Linked DNA regions of Mus musculus: all the other regions are linked to region 2. The links are chromatin contacts, called in public Hi-C and HiChIP or PLAC-seq maps. All regions are on one chromosome and are shown on one strand. The core of a region is the stretch at or near the end of the contact, and the rest is flanking DNA. Distances in the headings are between cores, read along the strand shown.

Region 1 (2,771 bases), core at 75-2,574, 350 kb before region 2:
GCTTCCCAGGCACTAGGAATGAGGCCATTTACCCCAAGTTCCCACAGCACACCCACTTAACTCAACAGCCAAAACTCAGAGGAGAAGACAACCACACTGGAAATCACCCAGCAAATGGAACCCTTCCATGGTGTCCATGACCCTCGGCTAGGAAGGTCAGATCAGATACGGAAGTGTTTGATGAGGTTAGCCCATTTCTAACCCTTTATCCCAGCATGATAAAACTATGACCTGTTTTTAAGAAGTGAAGGTCATTCATGTACTGGTGTGCAGAAGGGCTCCCATTCCACCTAGGAGGCAGGAGCCACAGAACCTGCTGGAACCCTTATTTTCCCCTCAACCACCGTAAGAAGAAGCCTTTATCTGCTGAGCACTGATATGATCATTAATGACTGAGAGCCAGGAAGAAGTAGGGACCCGTGTTAATTAGAAGTCAGAGTGCGAAATGCTTAGAAGGAATGCATTTAGACCCTAAGTCTAAATAGGCTCGCTTTTCAGAACAGCCTAGACAGGAAGCAGACGTGTGCTCTTTCCTCTTTGGAGACCTAACTCTGAAGCCTTCCTGGGATCCTGTTTCTTCCATGGAGAGCCTATTGGTGAGTGGATCCCTGTGTCTAATATCCAGGGCACACATCTTCCACACTAGTACTTAGATAACACCATTCACTCATCTGTTTGCTTATCTGTCAAATCCCTCAGAGGATAATCAAAAAGAAAAAATTCAGTATACAAGAAAACTGACGCATGTGTGGTCATGACTCAAACTATGGTCACAACTGTCTTAGTAGGACCTATGAGCTTCCACAGATCACAACAAAATGGGCACCATGAATAGTTGAATATACTCTACCCAGATTTTTATATGCAGAGAGACTGTGTGTAAGTATGGGTGCACCACTGTGCCTGTGGCATGCATATACATGCACATATGTGTGGAGACCAGAGGTTAGCCTCCAGTTTCTCTTTCAAAAGCCTTGTTGTTGTTGTTGCTGTTGTTGTTGTTGTTGTTGTTGTTTTTGAGACACGTCTCTTACTAAGACCTGAAGCTGGGCTGGCTGGCCAGCAAGCAATCCCTTGATATCTGCCTATCTGTGCCTCCTGGCACTAGAATTACAAGTTTCCAGCATTTCCAGTTTCTGCTTGTTGAACTTGGGTCCCCGTGCTTGTAGGAATGCTTACTGAATGAGTCCTTTCCCCAGCCCTTGAACTCTGTTTATTTTAGAACCAACATTCGCTGACAAATCTCCCCACATCATCAGAGCATGGGCTTGTAGATGACTTGCCATCCCAGCTCCCCTTTGAGATCATCTGAGAGATTTTAAACATGTCTGTGTCCAGGGTCTTCCCCAGGGGTTCTGATTCATTGCTATGGGGTAAAGCCTGAGCACTCTCTAGCCTGAGCATTGTCTAGCCTGAGCACTGTACAGTCTGGGCTCTGTATAGCCTGAGGACTGTCTACCCTGAGTACTGGATTTTTCATTGTCAGTCCTAATCCTATCTAGAAGCCTTCTTCCCTGACTGGAGTGTATGTCTTCACATCCACAATGAGCTGATAAAAAACAGATTCTGATGTAGTAGGCAAGAGCCAGGATTCTGCAACTCTGACGATCACTCTGATGACGTTGAGGCTGCTGGTCTGAAGACCACATTTTGAGTAAAAAGGCTCTAAATTGGGTTTCCCAAACTTGTGACCATTAAACATATTGAACGAAAGGGTTCTTTTTGCTGAGGCGAGAGGAGGCCATCCTGGGTATTGTAAGATATTTAGAATCGTTACAACCAAAATGTCTCCGGGCCTTACAAAATGCCATTGGAGGAGGGGAATCACCCGCGTTCCACACACCCACCCCACCCCCACAATGAGAACCATCGCTATGGAGGACAGATGTTGAGTCCAGCATCCTGAAGTCCTCTACCTCCCAGCCCAAGGCTCCAGCAGACTCCCCTGTTAATTATCTCCCCACACTTATTTACCGACTTTTAAATGACTTAAGACTCCATCCTATTCCTTTCCAAGTGATCCCACCAATGCTTAGCGCTAAGAGATGCTGAAATTCAGATAGGAGAAGGAAATTAGCAGTAACTACAGGTATGTGCTCTCTTCACTTTTCAGTCCTCAATATAACCCTTCCGGGTAGGAAACACCCCATACGACACCTGAGATTAGAGAAATGAAGTCACTTAGCCTAAATCACACAACTGGTAAACAACAGAAACAGATGTAGATAGAAATAACATCCCTCTTCAGATTGTTTCCCACTGGAGCTTGTGAGCCAGAGGATATCCATGCTCCTGCCCCCTCCCCACAATGTAATGAGCACTGGACCAGCATCCGTGAAGAAGGACAACACAGAGAGAGTGGTCGGTTCTGCAGGACCAGAAGGGAGAAGGAAAGAGGCCTCCTGAAGGAGGTGACAAGTGACCTGAGTGACAAGAGGGATTCCTAATGATCAATTCGCTTGTAGGTTCTCCTCCCCCACTGAACTGTGAGCTTCTTAGGGGGATCATCTGTTGTTTGTGTTTCTCTCCTCAGTTCCTCACATGGTGCTGGGTATGCAGCAGGTGTTCAGTAAATATTTGGTGAATAAATGAGCAAGTCAAGCCGAGAGCAGCGCAGGTAAGCATACAGAGACCTATGGGCTTGCTGAGCGCTGGAGGAAGGGCAGATAGACATGGGGTGAAAGGGGACGGTGGGCAGACAGGTCTCTTCCATTTTGCTCCCTGCACGGAGCCGTTGCATCAGCCCCTACTGTGCTCCGAGGTAAGGTGTA
Region 2 (2,996 bases), core at 19-2,518:
CCAATACTCAGAAACTGCCTCCTGGCAAGCCATGCCGACTGCAGCTTTCCAAGACAAGGCCTCCCACTTTGCACACCAGCAAACTGAGGCTCAGAGCGAAAAGTCACTGAAGTGCTCCGTGTCAGGTGGCTGAAGCAGGACCAGAAGCCCAGACTGGTGAGGTAAAGGCGCCCCCAGCTAGCCTAGCTGTGATTCTGATTCATATGAGAAGAGCCCACTCATCCTGCCAGGGAACCAGGCAGATGGGGAACAGCACTCAAACGGGTCCTGAATGAGACAAAGTGGAGGTGTCACCCTTGTCTGTGGACCTCCCCTCCTTCCCAGGTTCCTGATGTCTTCCCTCCGGTAGCAGCTTTTCTGGAAGTGTTATTCACCTGGAGAGCCGACCCTGAGAATATTTGGAGTCAAGGAGTTACATGAGCATGCTGGCGTCCACACATCAGCCTGATGCCACGGGTCCCCTGCCAGCTTTGAGGTCCCATCTTTCCAGAGTCAACTGCATTCCGTGGGAGGATTGGGGGGGGGTGCACGTATGGGGGAGGGGGTGCGCGTGCGCGCATGGCCCTTTTTGTTTTGTTTTACTTGGGTTCGGTTCTGGAGATGGGAGTCAGGCCCAAAGGCTTGCACCAGCAGGCTTTTTACTGATGGAGCGGGCTCCTCAACCTTGGCGTTCCATTTTGCAGTAGAAACCTGACCCTGTTCTCAGTTAAGAGATGAAGACACAGAGGCATACCCACTGCCTGATTCCAATCTTGAAGCTTGTGCTTATGTCACCAACTGAGAAGGGACATACTGTCACAGCAGGGAGCTGAGAGTATGGGGGTGGGAGGGGAGCGCAGCCGAAGTTCCATTGTATCACAGCGGGGCGGGGGGGAGGGGGGGCGTGAGGCACGAGACCGATACTGGGACTCCCGAGATAGCCTTTCTATTCTTGGTTCTGCAATGAGCTTGCTGTGTGCCCTTGGGCAGATCAGTTCCTCTCTCTAACGCCCAGTTTCCTCATTTTCTACAGCCAAATGCAGAATCTTAATGGCTTTCCCTTTCGGTTCGACAAGCCCAGAGCTCTAGCCTGGGTGCGGGCTGTGTGTGAAGAAATAGGAGTCTTGGTTTCGTTTTGTAACCTGGGCCCCTCCAGTGCCTACCAGCTGGGGCTGGGAACAGGACCAACATTCATTGACAAATGAAGGTGAGTTTCAGAGAGGCAGCCTGGGCTGTCACAAAACTCTGACAGAAGAAGTGCAGTGCTGGGGAAACCCCAGGCTTCTGTAAGCCAAGGCTCTGATTGGTGCACAGCGTTTGCTCTTCCTTCAGACCAAGGCCTCCAGCCAGTTCCCAAGCCATTAGCTGCTGGTTTTGATCAATGGCAATAGCATAAACAACAAATAAGTCCATTCGCTGGCAATTTCAGTCATTTGTGGCATTTAATTAGCATAATTGACCCAAACTGGAACTTTTCCTTCCACCTGAATTTAAAAATACATCCCCACTAACCCTCAGTACATCTGAGAAAAATTTCTTCTTCTTTTTTTTTAATGAGGCTTTAACTAAAGCCCAATATCAAAACACTATATAATACTTTTATCTCATCGAAGACATTTGATGCTTATTAAAATATTACTGCTTTAAGGCTTATTTTTTTTTTTTTTTTTTTTTTTTGCCCAAGAGTGTGTGCAGAGCCTCACTCCTCAGATAATAACAAAGAAATCTTAAACATGAAAAACACACATGAAAGGTAATATGTTCCCCGTTAGTCTCAGTATCATTTCCCCAGGATTTATTACTTTCCAAATATAGCATTAGCTTAAAACTAAAAGGCCGTTTACAGTAATGGGACACTTGGTACTACTTTGGAGCATGTGGGCTCTCCCAGGGCCTTGTACAACGGCTTCATTAAGCGGGGAACTGTGGGGGAGAACGGCTGGGTTAAAAAAAAAAAAAAAGAATCCCAGCATGTCTCCTCCAAGGCCCCCCAGATAGGCCACCTACCCTGACCCAAGGCCCGTGTCTAACAAGCTCTTAATTCCGCTTTCAGAACTGCTCTTTCACGCGTTGTTTCTTCCAGAGATGAAAACATTTTCGAAGCTGACAGGCCATCAATTGGGTGCCACCCGGGAAGAGAAGCCATGGTCTGCAGCTCTGCTTCCTGGCCCCACCACCAGGAGAATATGGGACTGCCAGCCACACCCAATGGGCCGCCCTAGGTTTGGGAGGTCTCTTTTTATCCTGAGAGAAGGCTTGGGAGCAGTTACGAAAGCGACGAGCCTACCGGCTTGGACACGGAGCAGCGATTGCTTGGCTTGTTGGGTATGGCTGAGGCCTGTATACAGTTGGATGACCTAAGTTATGGAAGGACAGAGTAGTCATGTACACAGAAGGGCCCTCTTGAGTGGCAGCTAGGGCCACTGTAATTTTGTCCCATGGGGTAGCCTGGGTCAAGCTCTCACTGGAAACTGCCAGTCAGCCGAGGGACCCTGAGGAGACTCACATTATCTGTTTGCTGTTTAGGTCCAGCAGTGAAGGCCCCTACTGATTTGGGGAACCAGCCTCCTGGCGCTTCCTAAATGCCCTGTTTTGAGAAGTTCCACAGAGTGAGGGTGTAAGTGTCTGGCCTGAAGGGAGAGACATGCTCCCCCTGGGTTCCAATCCCCATCATACCTTAGCTGTCAGCAGGGAGGGGAGGTTCCAGAGGCTACAGGAGGCTGTAGCAGAGAAACAAAGGCTTACATTACTACTCCAGGTTTGCTGTTCTCCCCGGAGGCAGATGGCACTGTGTGTTGGGTGGGGATCACTTCACCAGGCCTGCCTTTGCCCCAAGGGGCAGTTTCTTGGATAGGATAGGGATAGTGTCATTAAGCCCATTTGAGGAAGCAAGCAACCAACCGTTACCAGCTTTGGACTTCACTGACCATGTTCAGTTACTGTTGGACACTCTTTTCCTTCAGGCACAAATGGGTAATTTCTCATGTTCCTGCCTCTGTGACTGGGGCCAAGCAGGC
Region 3 (3,186 bases), core at 46-2,545, 330 kb after region 2:
TTGACAACCTAGCATGCAGGGTAATACCTGGAGGATGCTGAATTGTAAAAGTGAGCAAAGTTGTCCTGTACGAAGTTTCATATAAAACTGGGTTATAGATACCCAAGAAAGATGAGAATCACAGAATCAGGGCAGAGGTCTGAAAAATAGGAATCCTAACAAGAGCTAAGACACAGGGCTTCACAGCTGCGTATCAGTTAATCTTCACAACCGCCCTGAGAGAGGTACGAGTCTCTCGAACCAAGAAGGAAGTTTTGAAGGATAACGAAAACTTGCCTAGGAGACAACTTCTAAGTGGCAAGGGTTAGACTTGAATTCAGGCATCCTAGCTCGTCATTCTAGTGTGCCACGAATAAGGATAACAGAATTATTGACTAAAACGACAACGCTGCTGCTGCATTTACAGATCCACAATCTTGATACTTTCACACAGTTCCTTTGAATACTCATATTTTACAAAAGATAAAAAAAGATAGAAAAAAAAAAAGAAAAGGAAAAAAGAAGAAATCAAGATGCAGAGCAATGTTTCCAAGGCTATACAAGCTTTTAAAAAGCGGTGGGGTAGGAAACAGGCGCCACCCCCCCAAAATGGTTTCCACGCAGAAGGTGCTTTGCATTTGAAGCACATTTAATGCCAATCACAACCTACTACCCAGAACGCACCCCTCCCCGGGCCGCCAGCACCACCCACAGCAGCCTCGCGCCAGCGAGCCCCGCGTGCCCAGGCGGCGTTCCGCGGCCCCCGGCTCTCCAGGCCGCCCCCGCCCGGCCGGGCAGGGTACTCACCGGGAGGGAGCCGAGGGACCCTTGCAATCTTGCTGGTGATCTCAGCAGTGAGCACTGCGAAGTCCTGCTCGTACCCTTCGAAGTCGGAAGACATGGCAGCTCGGGCACGGCCGGCCGGAGCCGGGTTCTAGCGCTCAGAGCGGGACTCGCCAAGGGCGCCCGGCCTCGGCGCAGGGACCCTGTGAAGAAGTCTCCACAGCACAGCGGGAACCGGGAACAACTCCCAGCCCTGCCGCTTCCTGGTTGCTCTACGCAGTCCTTGTCCTCCGGAAACTGCGCTGCCTGCGCCTTTTCCTTTCCACCCAAATCTTCGAACGTAAAACTAAAGAAAAAGTTCACTTTCGGTGACCCCTAAAAAAAAAAAAAGACTACGAAAGCCCACATGCTCTCGGGTATCACAGAATACACGTCCCCCACACTGCAGCTCCAGAGAAACGGCTGGAGCGCCCCCAAACTCTAAGTTGCAGGCGCGGGCTTTCCGAGGGAAGATTGACGCCGCGCACCGACCGGAAGTGGCTGTGGCGGAGCTTGCGCCGAGGACCCGAGCGGGAGGCTCACGGCGGCCGCGTGAACCAGAGACGCGCGGGTCCGAGTTCCCCGCGCAGGTCTCGCCGTCAGGGTTCGCATTCGGCTTGCTCAGACTGAAGCGCTCATGACAGAGCTATAAGGAGGAGAAAATCTGTTCCGCTGAGCCCGGGCCGTCCCGGAAATGCGATGGCTGTGGAGCGGGCACCGGAGACCAGACTGAGGTGGGAGTCACCGCAGGGGGTGCAACCCGCTTACGAGGCGGTCTTCGCCTCGACCTAGTCGACCCAGCATCTCCAAAATATCGAGCCCAGACCTCGCTTAATAAGACGTTTGTCCTGTGAGTGAAGATCCCAGAGCATCCCGCACCACTACATGGGCGGGAAACTGAGGCAGGCACCGACCGGGCTGGCGCATCTGCTCCGTGGGAATCCGTTACGCATACGTCATACCCATGTGTCATAGGTCTTTTCCCGGCTCATTTCACTCCATTCAGAACTCAGGTCTACAACTATTCCCCGTGCGTGCCTTCTTCCCTTCTCCCTCGGCCCCGGAGGGAATTATCCCCCCCCCCCCGCCCGCTTAAATCCACTCTGTGCTCGTTCTCGTGCACTGCTTCAGTTGTGATTTTTCGCGCACACACATGCGGCCTTCTCGTTTTAATCTCACCCTTCTTCCTGTACCTTTAACCCCGATCGATTGCTAATGTTGGCGCTTGGGAGAACAAGTGCCCAGTTATTAATACACAAAGTATTATATGCGTAGAGCATGTCACAGTTAATTCACAACTCGTTGGGAGGCAGTTTAGAACGTCCTAAAAAAGAAGTTTGGTGCTTCTATTCTGGACTTAGCTGTTACTTGTGACCTTGGTCGGTCGATATAATCACAGTCTCTCTAAGCCAGTTTCTGTTCTAGGAAGAATTAGATACGTGATAATTAGATAAGACCCTGCTTCTCAGCTCCCTAAGTCTTTGTTCTCTCTAACGATCCACTAAGCTAGGAGTAGTCGATCCTTTCTGGCACTTTGAACAGAAGAGGAAAACTGTTTAATATGTCCGGTTTTCGTGCACTTCAAGCTCGGACTGTATTCTGGATAGGTCCAAAGTAATTATTTTTGTTCTCGATAAGAGGTGAACTCCACACTAGTGTGCTTTCGAGGTGCTGAGTCAAGTGCTCCTTGGAGTTAAATATTAAATAAATGGCATATGGACTTTCTAAACGGAGTTTTCCCATCTTGTTTTCTTTAGGCTGTGTTTCAAATCAACCTATATTCTCCTGTGAGATACAGAGTTCTGGAGGCCACAACTGAAAATGACATACCCCACCTCAGTGACCCTTCAGCCAAAGGCATGACAGCTCAGGCACACACATGGACTTGTTGCACACAGAAATGTGTGCACAGGAAAAGGAGATCTCTAGTTCTTTAGAAGAAAGAAGTCATTCTTCACCAAGATGGGCATATTCTGCTCAGTAATCAAGTTTGAAAATCTTCAAGACTTAAGGAGACTGTGTCATTGGGGTCCCATCATAGCCCTGGGTGTTATAGCAATATGTTCCACAATGGCCATGATCGACTCTGTCTTGTGGTATTGGCCCTTACATACAACTGGAGGAAGTGTGAACTTCATCATGTTGATAAATTGGACCGTCATGATTCTTTATAATTACTTCAATGCCATGTTTGCTGGTCCTGGCTTCGTCCCTCGGGGGTGGAAACCGGTAAGAAAAAGATCCATTTGACAATGACCTTTGCATAATTTTTTTATGTTTAGTTTGCCATTATGATAACGTTTTGGTTTTTACCTAATCAGCCTCTGTCCTAGGTGACACTGGTGCTACTCCAGTGACTGATGAGTACTTATGTGTAGAACTTGT

The links. A called contact is a pair of places that touch in the nucleus more often than the background predicts. HiChIP or PLAC-seq counts read pairs in DNA pulled down with a chosen protein or histone mark.
Region 1: a FOXA1 HiChIP or PLAC-seq map of pancreatic cancer cells shows a contact between it and region 2. The contact joins two enhancer-like sites. A contact is called at or near these places in 1 of 484 Hi-C or Micro-C datasets (embryonic stem cells) and 1 of 115 datasets of contacts at active chromatin or transcription factors (pancreatic cancer cells).
Region 3: a Hi-C map of B cells shows a contact between it and region 2, with 6 read pairs. The contact joins the promoter of Zdhhc6 here to the enhancer-like site in region 2. A contact is called at or near these places in 1 of 484 Hi-C or Micro-C datasets (B cells) and 3 of 115 datasets of contacts at active chromatin or transcription factors (bone marrow-derived macrophages, microglia and pancreatic cancer cells).

What each region holds. Positions count from the first base shown.
Region 1 is chr19:55,994,379-55,997,149 of GRCm38.p6, reverse strand. No RefSeq gene overlaps it. Among named protein-coding and RNA genes, the nearest start is that of Gm52391, 58 kb to the right of the region's middle. Within about 2 kb of position 1,324, at least 19 of the 459 cell types and tissues checked have an H3K27ac peak or open chromatin away from gene starts, as enhancers often do. A contact at or near this core is called in pancreatic cancer cells, where this site is marked.
Region 2 is chr19:55,641,618-55,644,613 of GRCm38.p6, reverse strand. It overlaps 4930552P12Rik (RIKEN cDNA 4930552P12 gene), which reads left to right. Exons shown (of 4, transcript NR_045318.1): 3 at 1,013-1,186; 4 at 2,063-2,996. Among named protein-coding and RNA genes, the nearest start is that of Gm41871, 58 kb to the left of the region's middle. Within about 2 kb of position 1,268, at least 219 of the 459 cell types and tissues checked have an H3K27ac peak or open chromatin away from gene starts, as enhancers often do. A contact at or near this core is called in B cells, bone marrow-derived macrophages, microglia and 1 more, where this site is marked.
Region 3 is chr19:55,314,145-55,317,330 of GRCm38.p6, reverse strand. It overlaps Zdhhc6 (zinc finger, DHHC domain containing 6), which reads left to right and starts at 1,295. Exons shown (of 11, transcript NM_025883.4): 1 at 1,295-1,535; 2 at 2,559-3,030. The coding sequence starts at 2,764. It overlaps Vti1a (vesicle transport through interaction with t-SNAREs 1A), which reads right to left and starts at 1,274. Exons shown (of 8, transcript NM_016862.4): 1 at 787-1,274. The coding sequence starts at 880.